3 separate regions of the Oryctolagus cuniculus genome follow, and all the other regions are linked to region 3. The links are chromatin contacts, called in public Hi-C and Micro-C maps. All regions are on one chromosome and are shown on one strand. Each heading gives the region's core, a stretch centred on a gene start, on an enhancer-like site or on the middle of the called end of the contact. The rest is flanking DNA. Distances are from core to core; before and after follow the strand shown. Region 1 holds the start of APPL1 (adaptor protein, phosphotyrosine interacting with PH domain and leucine zipper 1). Region 2 overlaps ARHGEF3 (Rho guanine nucleotide exchange factor 3). Region 3 holds the start of TASOR (transcription activation suppressor).

What was found. Hi-C and Micro-C count contacts between places; a contact is called where the count stands out from the background.
Region 1: a Micro-C map of ear pinna shows a contact between it and region 3, with 4 times the contacts expected there. The contact joins the promoter of APPL1 here to the promoter of TASOR in region 3. A contact is called at or near these places in 2 of 6 Hi-C or Micro-C datasets (ear pinna and an unstated tissue).
Region 2: a contact with region 3 is called in a Hi-C map of liver, with 8 times the contacts expected there. The contact joins the enhancer-like site here to the promoter of TASOR in region 3. A contact is called at or near these places in 4 of 6 Hi-C or Micro-C datasets (liver, psoas muscle, skin fibroblasts and 1 more).

What each region holds. Positions count from the first base shown.
Region 1 is chr10:92,681,645-92,685,654 of mOryCun1.1, reverse strand. APPL1 (adaptor protein, phosphotyrosine interacting with PH domain and leucine zipper 1) reads left to right here and starts at 1,629. Exons shown (of 22, transcript XM_051852269.2): 1 at 1,629-1,826. The coding sequence starts at 1,773.
Region 2 is chr10:92,890,419-92,894,153 of mOryCun1.1, reverse strand. The region is part of intron 2 of ARHGEF3 (Rho guanine nucleotide exchange factor 3); the gene reads right to left. Among named protein-coding and RNA genes, the nearest start is that of SPATA12, 60 kb to the right of the region's middle. Within about 2 kb of position 1,488, at least 1 of the 8 cell types and tissues checked has an H3K27ac peak or open chromatin away from gene starts, as enhancers often do.
Region 3 is chr10:93,183,906-93,187,627 of mOryCun1.1, reverse strand. TASOR (transcription activation suppressor) reads right to left here and starts at 2,414. Exons shown (of 26, transcript XR_007921897.2): 1 at 1,803-2,414.

The DNA of each region.
Region 1 (4,010 bases), core at 380-2,879, 500 kb after region 3:
TCCAATTCTAGCTTCCTGCTAATGTGCACCTTGGGAGGCAGCAGTAACGGCTCAAGTATGTGGGTCCCTGCCCTCCATGTGGGATGATGGAGTGCCTAGGCTTCAGCTTCTGCTTGGCCTAGCCCTGGCCAATGCAGGCTTTTGGGGAGTGAACCAGTTAATGGGAAATCTCTGTGTGTCTCTCTCCCTCTGTCCTTCAAAACAAAAACTTTTAAAAAGAGAGAGATCAGAAGAAACCCTAGTATTTTAGTTAAAAATATGTAACTTCTGGGGCTGGCGCTGTGGTGCAGCGGTTTAAAGCCCTGGCCTGCAGCACTGGCAACCCATATGGGGGCAGGTTTGAGTCTCAGCTGCTCCACTTTTGATACAGCTCCCTGCTAACGGGCCTAGGAAAACAGCAGAGAATGGCCTAAGTGCTTGGACTCCTGTACCTATGGGGGAGACCTGGTAGAAATTCCTGGCTCCTGGCTTTGGCTCGGCCCAGCCCTGGCCGTTGCGGCCATTTGGTGAGTGAACCAGTGGATGGAAGACCTCTCTCTGTATCTGTAACTCTTTCAAATAAATAAAATAAATCTTTAAAGAAAATGTAACTTCCATCCTCATTACAGCATATGTGTTTCAATCTATCTGTGGCATCGGGCGGCGATTCATCCTTACTCAGCATCTTTTTTATTTCTTAAATGAAAACGGGATGGATTGGTGGGACAAATGGCTAGTTTATTTTGCCATTTTCTCTTTACACTGAAGAAAGCATCACTGCTAACTCTACAGAAAAATGGAGGTGGGGGAAGACGGACCGGGGAGGCAGGGAGAGACGGGGTCTCAGGCTTCACTCGCTCCAATCCCCGACTCGATGCTTCGCTTTACTGTAAAAGAAGCGATGTGAACCCGCTTTCCAATGTTTTTTTGATCGAACAGAAATGCTAATCAGTTATCAACATAAGCAAGCAGCATGGCCTCATATTTAAAGGGTGTTTTCCTTTGTGATGTAAAAGAATGGCAGGTCAGTTCTTCCTTCGTGGGTAGGTAAGGGCTGCCGAACTGGCAACAGTCATGGGTTTTTTCTTGTTGTTGCTGGTGGTGGGTCTGTGTTTTTTAAACTCAATAAACTATTACCAAGCGCCCGGAAGGCGCATTTCGATCCCGCAAATTTAGCAGAAGCTCCAGTTAATGACGGAACTTCGGATCTCACAGACATCCGTTTTGCTGGATGCTTCAGGCAGGTCTGGGAAGGTTATAATTTGAGGAAACTGAGGAAAGGCGCCAGCGGTAGGGGTTTTTCCAAGGTCGCTGACGAAATACATTGCCGGAGAAGTAAGACTGCCCCAAATTCCCCAGTGTGATGCTCCCTCGAGGTTCCGGTAACTCGCGCTGCAAGCCGTGGCGGGGGACGGGCTCTGCCGATTTGCATCCAAACGCCCGAACGCTACACGGGATCGCCCAGCCGAGACAGGGCCGCCTCCGCCACCAGCGAGGCCAGGGTTCGCAGAGCAGTTTTTCTCGCTAGAGGAACCTCTCCCGGTCAGCTCCAGCGCTGACGGGCGTGGCCTCGAGCCAATGGGAGCCCCTGGAGGCGGGGCGAGCAGGCCGGGGGGCGGGATTTCCCGCGCGGCAGCTCGGCGCCTGGCGAGGGCGGCGCGGGCGGCGTCGGCGTCGGCGGCGGCAGAGCCTGCGAGAGGGAGGGCGGGCCGCGGTCAGCTGCTGCAGGCGGGCGGGCGCGGGGAGCTGTGGGCGGCCGCTGCGTCTCCTGCCACCGCCCTCCCTTCGCCACGATGCCGGGGATCGACAAGCTGCCCATTGAGGAGACGCTGGAGGACAGCCCGCAGGTGAGGCGCGGGCGGCGGCGGGCCATGCAGGCGAGCCGGGCGGGAGGACCACAGGCCTGCGGTTGCCGCCGGTGCCCGCCCGGGCCCAGGTAGGGCCGCCGCCCAGGTATCCCCCGCCCGCGGACTCGGGCCGCGCCCGGAGCATTCGAAGCCGGGCCCGCTTCCCGAGGCCCTCGTGGGCCCGCGCTGCAGGGCCGAGGGCCGCGGGCGGGGACCGAGCCGGCCGCCGCCGCCGCCGCCTGTCGTGGGCCTGGCAGTCACGTCCGCGCGCGGGTCTCCTCTGTGTTGGATGGAAAGTGCCTGTTTTGTTGTTTTTGTTTTTAATCGCTGCGATGGGAGGTGCTAGCTCCCCCACCCCGGAATTTTCGGAGGAAAGGCAGGAAAGGGAGCCAACCTGGTAGTCTTGTTCGGCGGCCGCAGCGGCTCGGCGAGCTGGGGAGGCGAGGAAAGGAGGGCTGTGTGTCCCGGAGCCCGTCCCCGCTCTCCGCGCCCGCGGTGCTCGCGTCGGGGCCGGGCCCGGCCGCTGTCACAGCCCGAGCGGTGCGCGGCGAGCGAGGGACGGCGCCTTCGCGGCTGGCCGGCCGCCGCGCCGCTCGCTGCAGACTTGGCTCCAGTAATAAACTCATCAAAATAAGAGCCCGGTGTTGTGTGTGTGGTGCGTTGGGGGGTGATGCTGCTTTGACGGCTGGCGATTCTGACCGCTTTTTGGGAAATGTAACCCAGGAATGGAATCAGCTGTTTCAGGAAAGATGTTGGCGGGAGGGGAGTAGGGGCTGTAACTTAGCTTCGGAGAAACCTGATTCCCAAGCCTGCCTTTTATACCAATAAGCAGTTGAAGACATACTGCTAGATACCACTCGGAAACGTCTCTGAAGCTTTGTGTATTTCGAAATAAAATGCACGTATTCCACGTGTCTACGATTTGATAGGGCTCCCTCAAAAGAAAGCACAGGCTGGATCATGCCCCCTTTCCTGGGTACCTCCTCTGCCTTGGATTTTGTGCCAGTTTGAGTTGCCAGGTTGAAATTGGGCTCTGATTGTAGAACTGATTTGTACTTGTTACATTCTGAAAGTTATCTTCCCAGGCCAGTAGGTGCCGGCTGGTAATGCTCTTTTATCAGCCTAGACTAACCGAAAGAGACACCCGCATTTTGGTTTATCTTGACTCCCAGTTCAGATTTCTCTTAATGACTCCTGTAGTACAGAGTTAGAAACTGTCTTGTTTCAGGTGGTTTGTGGGAGGTTTTGGCCAGGTGCGCTTTGTCATTTTGCTTTTTTGTTCTGTAAGTTGCTGCAGGTTGCCTTACCTTCTGTGTTTTGTAGCCCAGAGAGAGACCACAGCTCAGAATGGGTTGCACTGTGCTCCAGCCACGAGTTTTGAGGCACAAATGATTTTTTTTTTTTTTTTTTGACAGGCAGAGTGGACAGTGAGAGAGAGAGACAGGTCTTCCTTTTCCGTTGGTTCACCCTACAATGGCCGCTGCGGCTGGCATGCTGTGGCCACCGCACTGCACTGATCCGAAGCCAGGAGCCAGGTGCTTCTCCTGGTCTCCCATGCGGGTGCAGGGCCCAAGGGCCTGGGCCATCCTCCACTCCCTTCGCGGGCCACAGCAGAGAGCTGGCTGCCTGGAAGAGGAGCAACCGGGACAGAATCTGGCGCCCCAACCGGGACTAGAACCTGGTGTGCCGGCGCCGCAGGCAGAGGATTAGCCTAGTGAGCCGCGGCACCGGCCACAAATGATCTCTTGACTCATCTGATTCATGTCTTGAGTTTTTCACATAGTTTACAATTTGAAAATGAGTTCTTTGTATCAGTTGTGTAGTAGTTTTTAAAATGAAATAGCTACATTGATACTTTAATATCCAGAAGCAGCACATTTGAACTGGGTAATATTTGGGAAAATTGGTTGGAAAAGCTGGGGTTTAAGGAGGAAACGGAAAGCACCTGGAGGTAATTCCCAGGGAGAACCTGTAGTTGGGCTAGAAAGCCCTGGGTGTGGAATTGAGGAGCTAAGGGTTTGTCTACCACTTGGTACTTTCTGCTCGAGGGCAAGTCACTCAAATTCTCTGAGCCTCAGTGAGTGTTTGAATTTTTCACCCTGATTATTAAAAGATAATGGTGGCTTGCTTCAGAAAAACTGGAAGATGCAGGAGAAAATGCACATTCACAATTGACCTGCCAAG
Region 2 (3,735 bases), core at 239-2,738, 290 kb after region 3:
CATCTACTTTTCTTCAAACTCTCTCCTCAACCACTGCTGCCCTATCTTAGCTCCCCCTGCACACTGCTGCGAGCGAGAAGCTTTGAAATCTCCAATGCAATCATCCCCTCCCATCACTTCAAATCTTTGGAAGTGTTGGGGTCTGAAAGCTTGTGTCCCTCCCAAATTCCTGTGCTCAAGGCTGGTCTCCAACTGATGCTAGCAGGACAGGGACTGCTCGGAGGTGACCAGGTGCGTGGGGTTAGTGCCATACAGAGACGACCTGCTCAGCCCTACCATATGAAGGCATGGCAGAAGGGGCACCATCCAGGAACCAGGAAACGCCCTCGCCAGGGGCCGACCTGCTATCACCTGACCTTGGATTTCACAGTCTCCAGGGCTATGAGGAACACATCTCTGTGTTTCTTTTGTTAAAATTTATTTATTTCTTTACTTGAAAGGCAGAATTATAGAGAACCTTCCATGCCCTGGATCACTCCCTAAATGGCCACCATGGCCAGGGCTGGGCTGGACAGAAGCCAGGAGCTTCTTCCTGGTCTCCTACATGGGTGCAGGAGCCCATGCACTTAGGCCATCTTCTGCTGCTTTCCCAGGACATTACCAGAAAGTTGGATTAGAAGTGGAGCTGCCAGGACTCAAACCGGTATCCACATGGGATACAGGCATCACAGGCTGCATCTTTTTTTTTTTTTTTTTTTTTTTTTTTTTTTTTTTTTTTTTGGACAGGCAGAGTGGGCAGTGAGAGAGAGAGACAGAGAGAAAGGTCTTCCTTTTGCCGTTGGTTCACCCTCCAGTGGCCGCTGCGGCCGGCACACCGCGCTGATTCGAAGGCAGGAGCCAGGTGCTTCTCCCGGTCTCCCATGCAGGTACAGGGCCCAAGCACTTGGGCCATCCTCCACTGCACTCCCTGGCCACAGCAGAGAGCTGGCCTGGAAGAGGAGCAACCGGGACAGATTCCAGTGCCCTGACTGGGACTAGAACCCGGTGTGCTGGTGCCACAGGTGGAGGATTAGCCTATTGAGCCACGGCGCCGGCCACAGGCTGCATCTTATTGCACTACACCACGGCACCGGCCCTCTATTGTGTGGTTTATAAGCCACCCTGTTGATGGTGTCTTATTAGAGCAGTCTGAAGGAACCAAGACACAAGGTTCCATGTCTCTTAGAGAATAAAACTTCAGATTAAAAAGCACAGCTCAGCAGATACTTCAGGCATGAAACCCTCCCCCACCCACCAACCCCTCAACCCACTCCTTAGGGTCCCTGCCCAGCACAGGGCCCTACGGAAGGACCCAGACACCAACCAGCACCAGGACCTGCAGGGCCTGGCTCCCCTCTGAGCAGCTCAGCCTCTGAGGACTCAGGTCCAGCGCCACCCTGCCTGATGAGCCTCCCTAACCCTGACGACCTCCCTCAGCAAGGGCCACTGTCCCTCCAGGCCCACCCTCAGTCCTGCCTTTGTGCCTGGCCATCCTCTGCAGGGCAGGGCCCACACTGGGTGCCCTCAGCCCAGTGCAAGGCCTAGAAGCCCAGGGGATCTGGCTGGGAGCACTGGGTTCTTGGTGTCAGGAGTGGGCAGGGAGAGATCCCAGAACTGAACCTTCCCCACAGCCTGTGAGCTCAGGGATGGGCTTGTCTGAGCAAGAAGGGCCAGGCAACCGTGGAGGCTGGCAGCCCGGGGCAGGCCGTCACAGGAAGCCAGAGGTGCTGTGTGCGGGGGCTCTGTCCACACCCACGTGGCCTTCGCCAGGATCAGCACAGACAGGCAGCCCAGGAGTAACAGGAGAGGCCCCCACAGGAGACGTGGGAGGAGGGCTTACCGGCCTGAGCATCCGCCCTGCACTCCTCACCCCGCTGCCCTGTCTGTCATCCCCCTCTGTAATTATCAGGAGAACCCAAAGCCTGTGTGTTTTTCACTCCTCCAGGGGCTCCGCGTTCCAACTTCAGAATTCCTGGGAGATGCTTCAGCAGGAACTTGTAAAACTGTCAGGGTGCAGGAAGCCATGCTCACGATGAACTTGCACGCAGCGGTCAGCGCGGCCACGGGTGCCGGCACCCTCATCTGTAACGTGACCAGGACAAAGCCTTCCTCCACCGGGGTGCCCTGAATGGCCAAGGGCTGCGGCGCACTTGGGTTTGGAAGGCTCTTGGGCTGTCTGTGCAAAGCCCGGAGCGGTTACAGCACACTCTGTGGCTGGCTTTCCCCTGCCAGGTTGTTACCGGCAGCCAAGGGGCCGATCGCTCCTGCGCACACACAAAAGAAACCGAAGCAGAACAATCCAGCAGAAAGAGGCCCTCCACTCAGGCATCTGGCAAACCTGCTGCCTGCTACCAGGTCCAAGATTTACAAATGTTGATGCTCGCTAAGTCTGATCTGGAACGTGGCTCGCTCCTTCTCCTGGGGTCTCCCCACGTGGTCTTCCCCACCTCTCTGCAGCCGAGAGCCACACAGCTCCCATCCCTACTCTAACTGCTGTGGGGCCCCCGGGAGTGATGGCCAAGTCTGGAGGCTCTGCTGGTATCCTGAGTTCCTTCACAGCCATGGGTGTGCGGCTGCAGGTGTCGCACCCGGGGCCCCAGCTCCACGTCACCACTTGCTCCAGCCATGAATTCAGGCTGTTTCAAGGCTTGGCCGATTCAGACAGAACCTGCCCCGTCACCGCCTCCCCCCACTTCCGGAGTAGAGTTTGTCATTTTGGGATCCACAGGCAGCCATAGTCCTAACCTCAGCGATACTGCAGAATGGAGCCCACATCTACCTCTCTGCACCTGCTTCGGCTGCTCATAAGGTTTTATGTTCGCTCCATTCAGAGAAAAACTGCACCAGGTCTCCAGGACTGACTTCTTGACTATTCGTGACTTAGCCCAGGCAACAGACGAAGTAAAAAGGATTTTGTTTTTGGTTTTGCTTTGTTTTTGTTTTGTTTTCAGATTTTATTTTTTACTTATTTGAAAGACAGAAATACTAAGGGAGGAAGAGAGAGAGATCGATCTTCTAGCCACTGGTTCATTCCCCAAATGACCAAGGCTGGGCCATACTGAAGCCAGGAGCCAGGAGTTTCTTCCTGGTCTCCCACATGGGTGCAGAGGCCCAAGGACTTGGGCCATCTTCTGCTGCCTTCCCAGGGGCATTAGCAGGGATCCAGATCAGAAGTGGAGCAGCCAGGTCTTGAAGGGATGACAGGAGGCGTCTTAACCCCTTGCACCACAACACTGGCCCCAAAGAGATTTTTTTTTTTATCAAAGACATTTAACTTACTACAAATCACCAATCAATTACTATGAAAAAATACTGGGAAGAACACAGCAATTCTAAATACAGTATCTGATGGGAAGGAATAAAAGCATGTATTTAATAGTATAAAAAAGATTTTCTGGTTCTGGTCCTATTGCCCTTTACGTAACTATTTTTTTTTAAAAGATTTTTTTTATTTATTTGAGAGGTAGTTAGAGAGGGAGAGACAGAGAGAAATGCCAAGTCTTTAGTGAAGAGAACTGGCATGTAATGACGATAAGAAAAACATCACCACACATCCATAGTCGACATGTCCTGGTTTGCTCCAGACTTGAACCCTGACCCTGCCATGTAGTTAGACCTCAGGGCAAATACTGCACCCTTCTGAGCCCCTGCTTCCTGGGCCATAAAATGAGGCTAACAAGAATCATCCACATCATCAGCCGGCTGTGAGGAATCACGGGAGGAGCCTGACAAATGCTAACTCCAGGGCCCGGAACG
Region 3 (3,722 bases), core at 1,165-3,664:
ATGAAAAAATCCTTACACACAACCCTTTTGTTTCTAAGTGAAAATGGAAAACAATTTTTCCCCAAGGATTACTGGACTCAAGAGGGAAAATTACGGTTTCTATTTTCTAAATCCTGAATTGTTTGTTTTTAATGTGTTCAACTAAATTCTGCATGACAGAAACCTATGAATCTGGTTTACCTAAAACAACACAAAACACAGCACACATCTCCTATCCTTGCCCCCCAAAACGACAGGACTTCTAGGCCAATTTTCTGGTCGTAACGAAAAATTAGGTATACCATATTCTTAGGCACCTAAAACCTAATAAAAGGGAGTAGACATCAAAAGGTTTTTATCAATTAAAAACTTTTTTTTTCAACCTCCTACCACATAACTAGAGTCCATTTGAACATACTTCCAACCTATTCTCAATAACGTAGGTTGGACATAACTTTTCTCATAATCATAATTCTTAACACAATTGATAATCTTGACTTTTAAAGTAACTTTCTGAATGCTAAAATAACATTAAACTCAACTATTTCTAGAAACATTGCTCATGTCAATGGGCAGAGTTAACTTCATTTCTATCAACATGGTTTCTCAAACCAAGTATTTCCTCGGCTTTGTCATCCAAATAAAAATGAACTTTTTTTATTCTACTGATAAAAGGCTCTAAGAATTCCAGTTGTACAAAAGGAGCTGGTTAGTATATGCACAATGCTTTAGTGAAGATTCTAGGTCTTCTTCATTGGGATTCAAATGACCCAAAAAAAATTGGTTTTGCAAAATAAAAATTTTCCATTAGTTTCCTAAATAAGTCATGAGAAACTGAACCATGCAGTAGAGCAAAAGTTGTCTAAATTCAGATATTCAAAATTACTGGGCAAATATAATTCCCTAATAGAAGCAAACACTAGTTTTGATCTCCACTACAAATTGACTCCTTCTTGAGTCACAGTATGGAATTAAGGTTGAAATAGGTAAAGGCAGTTAATGTAACTGTTCCCATAGTGGTTCCAAAAACTAAGGCGTAACTTTTCTTTTAATCTTAAGTTCTGCCAACTGCGAAACCAAACTGGAGATTCTTGGGCATAAGCTAGTCTCTCTTTTTTCCCCCCATTGGGAAATGACTGCACCAAGAACCTACCTTCTTTTCAAATACAAGAAAAACCATACTAAATTTGGATTTAAAGAGAGAGCTCTATTTAATCTAAGTCTTCAGAACAACCAAAAAGGTCTACATGGAAATGAAGTGTGATGGAAAACAGCAGTGTACGTGGCTCGCATCTCCTAACCGGGGCTAGCTAAAAGAAGGGAAGACGCTGACATCAAGCAAATTTCAAGTAGACACTTAGAGCTGAAGAACTTTCCACAGGGAGAAGCAGCACTTGTGGTCCTCAGAACGCAATGAGCTTGGAGAAAGCCTCAGAATCCATGGCCACGGGCTATTTCCACAGGGAGACTTCTGGGAAGCATCCTTAGGAGGACACATCGGCTTCTCTGCCTTCGGGGACTGGGAGGGAGGGGCGCCGAGCACCAGCTTTCCTCTCCGGGAGCTGCAGCCTTACGGACAAGCTTCCAACCTGAGCTACTTCCAACTTCCACGGGCAGAGGGGGAGCAGCGGAGCGTGGTTGCACCGCTTTCCTCTCGCACCAAGCGCAGCAGCTGGGCGGCCGTGGCAGCGAGGGGAGAGGCGGCTGGCGCTGCATGCGTGTTTACGTGTCTCGGATGGGTGTGGGAAGAGGAGACAGAGAGGTTCTAATGAAAAGATGGAGGGGAGAGAGAAAGGGGGGTCGGGGAGAAGGGGAGGCACCACCTTTCTTTTCTCTGCTCTTCCTGGGGATCTGAAAACTCCTCCTAATTGGCCTTTCGGGCTCTTCCGGGCCTTTGGGCAGAGCTGCCGCGCCCGCCTCAGAGGAGTCCTGAAGCTGCTCGTGGCTGAAGCTCTGGGCGGCCTCGGCCCCCGCGGTCTCCTCGGGCCCGCCGCCGCCGCCGCCGCCGCCGCCGGGCTCGGCGATGAGGAGGCCGCCGCCGCCGCCATTTTGTGGGGACGATTCATGCTCCGGAAGCTCCTGCTTCATCTCTTCGTTGCCGCCGCCGCCGCCGCTTTCCCAGCTCGCGTCCGTCGGCGGCGAAGCCTCCGTCTCTGCAGCAGTCGCCATCGCGCCGCCGTGAGGAGCTCCGGGAAGCTTCTACCCACAAGGTCGTCGGGCGAGGGGGGAAGGGGCGGCGGGCTGGCCTCGCCGCCCAGTTACTCTCAGCCCACCCACTCCCCTCCCCCCGTGGCCGCGGGCCGCGCTCCTGACCCCGCAGCTCTTCGGAGCGCCGAAGTGGGCGCCCCGACAGTGCTGCCCTGCCCGAGGGGCCGCTCCTCGCTCGGGCAGTTCTTCAGCCGGCCCCCGCCACTCAACGTGCTCGCGTCGGGCCCGAGAAGGGGCGGGGCCGTCGCAGGCTGGCTCCGCCAATGGGAACGCGGCTCCCGCCTCCGCCAGTGCGGATACACCCTGCCAGGGGGCGGAGCCTCCAGGCGCCGGAGCCCGCCAAAAGGGGCGAAGGCAACGCCCGGCCGGTTCCTCGACGCCGCCGTTGTCCGCGAGGTGCAGGTCGTCGGCGGCTGTTTGTGAACTCCCGGGCGGCAACCTGGCCGACGCTGCCCTAGAAGAAGATGAAGTCGACCTTGTCCTGTGAGCTCTGGGCGGCACCCCTTCGAGGGGAAGATCCCCTCCCCCTGAGCAAGAGGCTTCAGAGCAGTGGATTCTGGATGACTCCAATTTGTGACTTGTTTGCATGCATACCAAGGCCCGGAAGAGATAAAGAGAATGGGTTTTGGCGATAAGAGCCTGGGTTCATCTGCCTACCATTCTCAGCCATTGCTTCTTTACAATGGAATACTCCCACCTGCCCTATTCTAAGATAATGCTCCGGCAAGCACTGTATTAGGAGCCTTTAAAAAAAATCTATTTGTTTATTTGAAAGGAGGAGTTGCAGAGAGAGAGAGAGAATTTCCATCTGCTGGTTCACTCCCCAAATGATTTCAACTGCCAGAGCTGAGCCCATCGGAAGCCAGGAGCCAGGAGCTTCTTCCGGGTCTCCCACGTGAGTGCAGGGCCCCAAGCACTTGGGCCATCTTCCACTGCTTTCCCAGGAGCGTCAGCAGGGAGCTGGGTTGGAAGTGGAGCAGCCGGGACTCCAACCAATGCCATATGAGATGCTGGCGGGTCTGGCAGCCGTTGGCTTTACCTGCTATGCCACAGTGCCTGCCCCTGTACTAGAGGTCTTTGAAAGGGCCTCATTACTTAGTGTTAGCAAGACTGGGCTCTGAAGTGGTTGAAAAGTAAGGGAGCTACTGGCTTTTAGACTATATTTGCTTCTTTTTTTTTTTTTGCTTTCAGTTTTCCTACAGTGAATGTATATTATAGAAAAAATAAACTTTTGTAGCCACATCTTAAAAATATATACAGGCATTGTGGGTTAAGCATCCCATGCTGATACAGGAACACCAGTTGGAATTCCAGTTAGTCTGCTTCCCATCCGGGTCTCTGCTGATGCACCTGGAAGGCATCCAATGGTGGCTCACGTACTTGGGTCCCTGCCACCCACAAGAGGGACCCATCCTGCATCCTGACATGGCCTGACCCAGCCCCACCTGTTGGATACCATATGGGGAATGAACCAGTGGAAGGAAGATCTCCATCTCTCCCTCTCCCTGTCCCTCTGCAAATAATCTTTTAAAAGT